Regions from separate parts of the Ovis aries genome. Here region 2 is linked to region 1. Evidence: chromatin contacts called from public Hi-C data. All regions are on one chromosome and are shown on one strand. The core of a region is the stretch at or near the end of the contact, and the rest is flanking DNA. Distances in the headings are between cores, read along the strand shown.

The links. A called contact is a pair of places that touch in the nucleus more often than the background predicts.
Region 2: a Hi-C map of liver shows a contact between it and region 1, with 4 times the contacts expected there. The contact joins the enhancer-like site here to the promoter of PDS5B in region 1. A contact is called at or near these places in 8 of 16 Hi-C or Micro-C datasets (blood, hypothalamus, liver and 4 more).

The regions. Positions count from the first base shown.
Region 1 is chr10:28,788,843-28,793,564 of ARS-UI_Ramb_v3.0, reverse strand. PDS5B (PDS5 cohesin associated factor B) reads left to right here and starts at 2,742. Exons shown (of 34, transcript XM_027973013.3): 1 at 2,742-2,887.
Region 2 is chr10:29,066,563-29,071,641 of ARS-UI_Ramb_v3.0, reverse strand. FRY (FRY microtubule binding protein) reads left to right here. Exons shown (of 64, transcript XM_042254804.2): 49 at 1,340-1,480; 50 at 3,400-3,579. Among named protein-coding and RNA genes, the nearest start is that of ZAR1L, 100 kb to the right of the region's middle. Within about 2 kb of position 2,676, at least 7 of the 54 cell types and tissues checked have an H3K27ac peak or open chromatin away from gene starts, as enhancers often do. A contact at or near this core is called in liver, where this site is marked.

The sequences.
Region 1 (4,722 bases), core at 1,493-3,992:
ACTGTTTGATATAAAAAACATGAGCATAAAATAATATATATACACTATATATAATACTATATGAGTATATACTCTTATTCATATGTATTTGATTTTAGTCATTTTGAATACAATTGTGTGTTGGTGTGTTCCTCTTTGGTTTAATCGCATATGGGATTGTGCTTCCTGAACTTGGGTGAATGTTTCCTTTCATAGGTCAGGGAATTTTTCAGCTATTATGTCTTCAAATATGTTCTCAGACCCTTTCTCTTTCTCTTCTCCCTCAGGGACCCATATAATGTGAGTATTAGTGCTCTTGATGTTGTCCCAGAGGTCTCAAATTATCCTCATTTCTTTTTATGTATTTTAAATACATGCACTTCAACTGGTACTGGCATAATTCTTAACAGAGTTCAACAGTTGCAAAGAATACACCATGAAACAATGTTGAATATTTATTACAAGTTGTTAAAAAATAGCATTTTGATTCCAGAGTCTACAGGCTGTACTCTTCACCATAGGAAGCCACTAGCCACATGTACTTTTTTTTCTTTAGATTTATTTATTCATTTTATTTTTTGGCTGTGGTAGGTCTTCTTTACTGCATGCTGATTTTCTCCAGTTGCGGCAAGGGGTGAGGGGGTGTGTGGCATGTGGGATCGTCCCACATCAGGGATGGAATCCGTGTCTCTTGCATTGCAAGGCAGATTCCTAACCACTGGACCACCAGGAAAACCCACCACATGTACTTACTGAGCACTTGAAACATAGCTAGTACAAACTGAAATGTGCTTTTAGTGTAAAATTCACAAGATGAACAAGAGAATGTAAATTATCTGTGATTGTATATTAATAACAAAATTTTATGTTGATTATGCAAATGACAATATTTTGGATATACTGTTATATAAAATATTAAAATTAATTTCACTGCTTTTTTTCACTTTAACATGAAAACATTTCACATTACATACATGGTTCATATCATGTTTCTTTTGGACAGTGTGGATTTACAGTGTAAATTAGTGCCGTTTGCTCTCATTAACCAGGATCAGGCCCATTGATTTCACACACTGCTGAGTGCTAACCTTGGATAGGAGTGAACAGTTTTTGCTTTGACTGTTCTGCTCAGTGCATTCAGGAATTCTCAGTCAGCAGCTCAGAACCTCAATTATAATGGTGACCTATGCTACTTAACTCCAAGGAAATCTGGAAGACTCTACAAGTCTGTAGATAACACATATATACATATATTCCCAAAGATCCCAGAGATTTCTTCAGAATAAAAGAAGTTAAGACTTCCAGTATAATGTCTGTATCAGAGATCAGGAGTACCATTGGTTACTAGGTAGGTAAAAGATGCTTCAAGACTTAACCAAATGAGCTTAACAAGATGAGACCTCTAAGACAGTGTTTAAAAAGAAAGTCAGCAGGAAACTGACTTGGCTTACGTTTGGTGGCTTTGGCATTGAGCTGTATTGTAGGCAAAGTCATCTTGGAACACTTAACCTTATTTCCCTTTGTGGCATCCTTTCCCTTCTAGCTCTTCTCCCTGTGTGGAAATCACACTGCCTTTCTCCTCCTTGTCTCTTTTATCTGCCAATCCCTACGGAAAGGAAAATAATCTTTTAGTGGAATGTTAGTGGAAAGCTGATGGAAGCATGGGCCAACAGATGCCGCTTTCATTTATATTGCTCCTGATAAATTATAACTTGGTTATTTTTTGGACTCTATTTTTATTAGATTAGCTGTAAGTGTACAGCATATTGAGAGGAAGGCACAGAGATTTCCCATTTATACCCTGCTGCCATATTTGGTTGTTTTTTTTTAAAAGCCCTTACCACAGAAATTTATTTTTCTTTTAACACCAACTTTTCAAATTTTCCCAAAGCATTGCTTTAAATGAAAGTTTATATTACTAATTTCTTTAATCGATTGGCTGTTCCATAAAACAGTTTCGTTAGCAATTATGCTTCATTGAGGCCTTTAAAGTTATTTTTTCCTCTCTCCATCCTAATAGTAATCGACAGATCAACTTTAACATACCACCTTACAGCTGAAGGTGGGAGGAACGGCACCTTCTGGAGGTGAAGGGGGTTAGAAACCCAGCTTCTGGAAGGCGTCCGGTGATCTTCAGATTATTTCTCCAATAACAATTGTCATAGGACGAATGAATGGAGTGCTTTGTTACAGATGTAATTACTATGTTCCTCCATCCTCCCGCTTCCTAAACAATACCTGAAAATGGGGAAGCTGTGGGGTTAATTAAAGACATAACATACATAGTGGAGAAAAAAGCTATTTTATGACATTTTGAGATGACTACGTCATCTCAAACGTAAAGGAGCAAAGTAGTCAACACCAATTTTATTTACTTAACACAACATTCGTACTGAATTTCACTGTTTTGAAAAATTTCCAACTTTTATCCATAAAGCTAGAAATATATAACAATTTGTGTGGTTTTCGGGAAAAGTCAAGAAAGCCTTAAGAGGCCGAGAAAGCATTGACAGTTGCGGGTCTTGCAGCGGCGGCGTGCCCGTGTGGCTGCGTGCGCGCGCGACGAGCTGGGCGGGGCGGAGCGGCGGCGGGGACGCGCTCCGGGCGGGGCGGGGCGCAAGGGAGACGGGCGGGCCGGCGGGCGCGCGCGCGCGCGTGGGGCCGTCCGGTCGGTAGGGGGCGCTGCGCACCAACGCGGCGCTCTGCCTGCCCCCGGGTGCTGTCCGCGGCGGTTCGATTGGAGCAGCCGCCGAAGAGCGCTTGGCGCCATTTTGAAGCGGAGAGGAGGAGGAACGGCCGGGCTGGCTGCGGAAGGGGAGGGGGGGAGGAGGCGATTGGATGCGGCGGCGGCGGCGGCGGATCCCGGAGAGCGGCGGAGTGAGAGGAGTAGCGAGTCGGGCACCCGGAGGTAGGAAACAATTCAGTTAACGGGGAGAGAAAACCTCTCTGTTCTCCGGTCGCCGCGCTCCATTTTTTTCAGCGCCCGCCGCCGCGGCTGTGTCTTGGCGGGGCTCAAAGCGGCGCCCGCCTGGCAGCCGCGACTCGCCTCTCGGCATCGGGGGCTGCAGCCGCCGGCTGCGCGGCGGCGGCGGCGGCGGCGCCGGGAGGAGCGGGGCGCGGGCCGGGGGCGTGGGCCGGGGCTGCCCGGTGGGGGTGGGGAGGGCCCCGGGGCGGGCGCGCTCCCTCCACGCCGCGGGCTCCAGCCGCCGCCGACTGGAAATTAAACTTGCCGCCCTGGCCGGGCCGGGGCGCCCGCGGCGGCGAGGGCGGCGGGGCGGTGACCTTGCGCGCGGCCGGGGGTCCGCGCCGGCAGCCCGCGCCCCGCCGCCTCCCCTCCCCTCCCCCCCGCGCCCGGCCGGCCGGCCGGCGGGCGGGCGGCTGTTTCCCGGGCGGCAGGCGGGCGGCGCGGCGCTCCTGTTGAATCCTCCTCGGGCGGGCGGGTTTTCCATCCCCCCCTTCCGGGAGAGGGGCGGGGAGCGCGGGTCCCGGCTGGACCCCGAGCGCTGTGCCGGCCTCGGCGCCCTCTACCCCGCCGCTGGGTCCCCCGCGCCGCGCAGCTCCTCTGCTCCGGGCGGCGACCGTGGGCCGACCGAGTGACATTTTCGTACAGTTACTTGCCGGCGTCTGGAGGTATAAAGCGCGCTTGCCGCGCCTCCCGCAGCTGGTGCAGGGGGCACCCGAGGACCCGGTTTGAGAAGGAGTCCCACCCGGGGGTGGGTTTCCTTTAGGAAGCCTCCGAGTCGGAACGACCCGTGCCAGCCGTGTGCGGCTGTAGGAGTTGACGTTCGTGCGGTCTCTTGTCTGGGTGACAACCTGAAAAGTTTCTGATCGGGAGGATTTGGTGTGTGGTTCTCTAGCTGTTGGCTGCCTTTTGGTATATGCGTTAAAGCTGCGCTCAGCAGCGGTCCAGTTATTCGAGGCAAATGAATCTGAATCCTGAATCCCGGCACCTCCTCGTCTTCAGAGTTACCTCTTCCTGCGTTCCATTTGTGGCCGGTGTAAACTCGGGGTAGGGTTTGGAAGAGCAGGTCCCTAACCAGTTAACACACGTTTTAGGCATCTTAGCCAACCCCAAAAGGGAACCCTTTATCTCATTTTGGAGAACGTGCCTTGAATGCTCTTATCACACTTCTGTTATGGAATGATGGATGGGCAGTTCTGTCCTGAACCACCCTATAAACCCTGCTTAGTAAACCATTTCGGAAACGTTGGATGTAGCCTTCAATTTAGAAGGTGGGTCTGCGGTCTTGAGTGAGTTGGGGTCTTCTGCTGTCTTCCTAATAACCTTTAACAATTCAAGTGTGTTTATATATGAGACGAGCTGTAAATAAATCATAATTATTTAAAATTTGAATGGCAGTGTAATCATGTTCTCGACACATGTAAGTGAAGTTTCAAGATAGAGCATTTTCCGTACTCACGTATGAGTGAGTGAAGTCGCTCAGACGTGTCCGACTCTTTGCGACCCCATGGACTCTAGGAGCCTCTGCCCATGGGATTTTCCAGGCAAGAGTACTGGAAAAAGAAAATCCTTCTCCAGAGGATCCTACTCACATATGTAGTAGTCAAATAAAATGGTTAAAAACATAAAAATGGTATTAAGTGAAAAAAAGGGGGCTAGAAAGGACACTTACTTTAGGCTGTCCGTATGTCAGAGATGTTAGCAGTTTTAGGGACAATAAAATGTATGCAGGTCAGTTTGTGGAACAATTAATTTGGTATTGTCTGGTGATAGCAGAAAAC
Region 2 (5,079 bases), core at 1,427-3,926, 280 kb before region 1:
GACTTAACTATGTTTAATGGTTGTATGCTCTGAACTCATTAACAAAGCATATATTTTTGAAGATGCTCATTTTTCCACACAATAGATTTGTTAACGGATCAGTCCTTTTGGCCACTTTCGATGTGGAATCTCAGCATTTCTCTGAATCACTTCTATTATCTTTTAGTTTTGAACAGTAACTTTTTTCATTATGTCTGTTACAGCAATTTGCTTATTATTTTCCTTTCCTTTTTGAAAATATCATTGACTTCTTTCTTGATTATAAAAGCAGTATGTGTTTGTAGCAGAAAATTCAGAAGGTACAGAACAGTAAAAAAAAAAAAAAGAAAGAAAGAAAGAAAAATCATCCAAAATAATTTAAATTATCCAGAGAGAAACACTAGTAAGATTTTGTTGGGTGTCCTTACTGTGTTATTTGTCTAACACACACCCATTTACATCAGTGTTAGCATCATTTATTATATAGAAACTATATATTCCTTCTTTATTATTTCACTTAATATAGCTAATATCTTTTACTGTCTTTAAAAACATTCTATTGAATACATAGTATTTCATCATATGGATTACCATAATTTATGTATCCGTGTCCCTAGTGTTTGATTTTTAAATTGCTCACAGAGCTTTCTTGTTTTGTGTGGGATTTTTCTCTTTTTTTAACCATTATAACTAATGCCTTGGTGAAATCTCATACTTAAATCTTAGTATCTGTCTCTAGGTTTGGAAAAGTTCCTAAAAATGTAATTATTATTTCAAAAGATATGAACCCTTTTAGTTATCTTGATCTCAATTGCCAGATTATCCAAGTTAACATTTCCACCAATGATTTCTACCCTTTCCTATATCCTCCCTGGTTCTGTCATCAATTTGATAACTTATAAATGTATCTCTTTTGTTTTCATTTGTAATTTTCAGTCACTGTTGGTGTTTGATGCTTTCCTTTTGAGGTTTATTTTGTATTCCATTGTGTGAATTTTTTTAGGTCTTTAAAAAAATTTTTATAAGCATTTTTCTTTTTAAAAGAGCTTTTATTTACTTATTTATTAGGCTGTGCTGCATGGCATTGTGGGATCTTAGTTTCTCGAGCAGGAATCACACCCTGTGCCCCTTGCTGGGGAAGCACAGAGTCTTAACCACAGGACCACCGGGAAATCCCTGAATATTATGTTTATATATCAGACCTACAGCATTGCCTTTGATAACATCTCCACCTCTTCAGTAGTTAGGATTTTCTTTTCCCTTCTAAGGAAATGTGCAGTCATAAAGGTACTAGGAGGCCTTGGTGCTTCTGTGTGGAAATCTGGTGTCAGATGACTCACCCTGCGCGTTGCCCCCACAGCTTCTGGAGAAGGGCCTCCCCAGCATGCAGCAGCCCCTCCTGCAGGTGATCTACAGCCTGCTCAGCTACATGGACCTTTCTGTCGTTCCTGTAAAGCAGTTCAACGTGGAAGTTCTGAAGACCATTGAAAAATACGTGCAAGTGAGTATTGAACCAGGATGTTTCCAGACAGTCATTCCAGAAAGACAGCTTTTGCACGGAGCTTGTACTTGGCCACAGTTATATGGGTGCCAGGCTACGTGTTCATTTATCGATGTCCATAACACACTGAGAGCGGCCAAGATGGTGGCTGACCACCACCCTGAGTGGCTTCCTGAGGAGAAAGACAGGACCAGGCCGCAGTGCGTTCCTGAGCCTTCAGAGGACACGTCTCTGAAAGCATGTCCCGGCTTGGGGGGCAGGGGCAGGGTCTTGTTTGAGGGTTCTATTTCAAAGGAGAAGGAAGAAGCAACTTGTGTGTGCCTGGTTCTAGATCAGGTGTTTTAGATGAGAAGGGTTAATTCAGAGGTGAAAATTGTCACTTAGGGTCGAAGGAACTAAGGCTAAGAAATCGGCATACTTATACTTGAAAATACTCCAAAAAACAAAACATACTGTGTACTTGGTGAGTTTCAGAGTTCAAGGACAAATGCTCGGTTTTCTCTGGTTAAACTCATTGACTAAGCCTGACAATCTTAAACATTTTTTCCCAATCTTCACTTCACCAGTCACGTTACTTGCAGAATTTGCAAATGCTAAAAATGATTTTCAAGCTTTTTTTTTCTCCACGTGGCATTGCTCCAATAACAGTTGTACCATGTGGTAGGTGTTCGTTATTGCTTTCTCACTTGACACTCACGAGAGACAGAGGGTCAGTTCACATCTTGCCCCTTGTTAAAAAAAAAAATTGTTTTGTTAGACTACCTGTTCTTAGTCCTGTGGATCATCCCTGGTTCTTGAGATCTTATCTTGAATGGTGGCTAATTTCATATCAAACCATGACCTCCCTTGTGCAGAATTTGACAATGAAGGGAATGCGTTTTACTTCATGTGCTTTATTCCAAGTCCTAGGCAAATAATAACGTTTATCAGGCTGATTATCCGTGTGCAGTAGTTTTATGGGAGAAGTGTCTCGGTCTGCCTGGGAGTCGTCAGAGACACAAAGATGGTGAAACACAGTGAGACTTAGAGAAGAGTAGGACTTTGATAAGCAAGGAGAGGAAGGGCATTCCAGGATGAGCGAATAGCATGAGGAAAAGCGCAGAGGTTAGTGACATCGGCCGCTCTGGCGAATTCCAGGGCAGATTACCCATGTAGGGCTTGCTCAAAGAGTGTGGACTCCTCCTTGTCCACCAGGGGGAGCTCCTGAAGATGTTTAAGCAGGGAAGTGGCTTGAGCTGAAGATTCTGGAAAGATCACTGTAGCTGGAATGGGTTTGATGGACCCAAGGAGAGGCTGCAAGTGGGGAAACCAGTTAAGAAACCACTGAAATAGTCCAGGGAGGATTCAGCTGAGTCCGTGCCAACAGGAATGGAGGTGGGCAGGGGTAGGGGTCAGATTCTCAGGAGGGAGGGAAGAGGGGGTGAAGAATGGTTCCCAGACTCCCGGGTTAGGTCATGAGAAGGCTGAGGGCAGAGGTCAGATGCCCAGGAAGCAAATGGAACAGAAAGAGCCAGAGAAGCAGGGAGCGTGGGTGGAAACTGGAGGCAGGGAGAATCTTGAGGAGTGAGGAGACAGTAGCATATCTGCAATGAAGGGTGGAGATTTTTTGTTTTATTTTGCTTTTCAAATTAAGGAAGTACCTCATTAGCAAAAGCGGTACCTTGTTATTTTAGCCTTCTGTTTATTTAAATGTGGACAAAACTGGGTTTTTTTATTTGCTTATTTCCTAAATGTAGCTCCTCTTACAGATAAATTATCTTTTTTATGTCATTTGCCTTTTACTTACTAAAGAATTTCCTGTACTGTTTTAAATTAGTGAGTTCTGACAGGTCATGAGGAGTGTTAGTAGCTAGGAGCATGTTAGTTTTTTTTAATGAAATAATTTTTTAAGTATTGACTGACTGTTTCATTTCCTTCAGAGCATTCACTGGAGAGAAGCTTTGAATATTTTGAAGCTGGTGGTTTCTCGATCTGCCAGCCTAGTTTTGCCTTCCTACCAACACAGTGACCTCTCAAAGATAGAAATACATCGAGTGTGGACGAGCTCATCCAAGGAATTACCTGGAAAAACCCTAGACTTCCACTTTGATATTTCAGAGGTATGTTAACTGTTTCCATAAACTTTAGCATGAATACACAGTGGCAAAGTTCAAAACTAGCCGCCTAGAGAAGGGGAGGCTTACATTTATGTCAAATGAAAGCTTCTAAGGCCTAATGAGGTTCTGTTTATTCTCTTTTTAAGAACACATTCACAGGGGCTCTCACTTGGCAGCTTTTAAAAATAGAAGCTAGCCTCAGTTATATAAAAACGATTCCACAGAAAAGACAATTTTTAAATGGAATGATCTTAAACATTTTAAACCATGACCTTCACTCATTCTTTATCTGACTGCTGCCACGTCCTGTCTGGTATCTGCAACCTTGTTTCCTGAACTGTAGCCAAACCAGTGAATGACCGAGATTTATGGAATCTGCCCTTATGGTCATTCCCCCAAGCCACACTGCTTTTTTTCTTTAATAATTTTTTTAAGTTGATATGTTGTATTTTCATTTTTATTAAGTTCCAATTTTTTGGGTGGGGTCACATGGCATTCAGGATGTTAGTTGCCCAACCAGGGATCAAACCCACGGCCCCTGCAGTGGGCACATGGAGTTCTAAAAACTGGACCATCAGCGAAGTCTCCCACAATGCTTTTTACAATACCACTATTTAAATTCTTAGCTTAAGAAAGAAGGGAATGTGGAGAGAAGAGACATATGAACCGAACTAAGGAGTCAGGAAGAAAAGAGGACACGAAATAGTCCGATTTACCTGCTGGTCCATGAACAAACTTTTGGAAACCTGCACTTAAGTGTGTTAGTCTAAGATATAAAAATACATTTGCTTTCCTGTCTCTCTTACCCCATGACCGATAAGCCCCTAAAGCAGAAACCGTGGTCTGTCCGCTTTGTAATTACGGTCTGTACAGTGTCTAATGCATGAACGTACTTCATACATATTCTTCAGCATGGCTGAATCCATCAGTTCACTAAAGAAATAAACTAGGTCTGCTGACATGCAACTTACTGGCTCAGTTGTAGCCAGACTGGGTTTTTTCATTCGTCTCATTGACCATTCAACACTCAGGATGAGACACTGTTTATTGCTACTGTTGTGATATTTATATATGACATTAAGGTATCAAATCAATATTTTTCCATTTTAAACAGTTTATATTGCTAGGGTAGGAGAGGGCGCTTACTCTTTTACTAAAGTTTATTCTGTTCCAAAGAGGTACAGAAGACCTGTGGCCAGTCAGCTGCACGTCCCAGAGACCCAGTTGCTCCAGAAAGATGGGCCTGGAGAGACAGGTGGAACACTCCCAGCCAGTGTCTCTCATCTCTGAATGTGGGCCTGTGAACAGGTTTCTGTAGAGACCCCTTGTGGCTTAAGTTTGAGAGGTGCTGCCTACCCAGCTACCACATTACAGACCTCTCAGGAGTGAAATTTCTTAAATGTTGCCCAAGAACCTGGCCCTGACTGTTTCCTTTAAATAACTGAAATCATAGATTTAAATAAATTTTTAAATACTTGAGAGTATAAGATTGGCAATTACAGG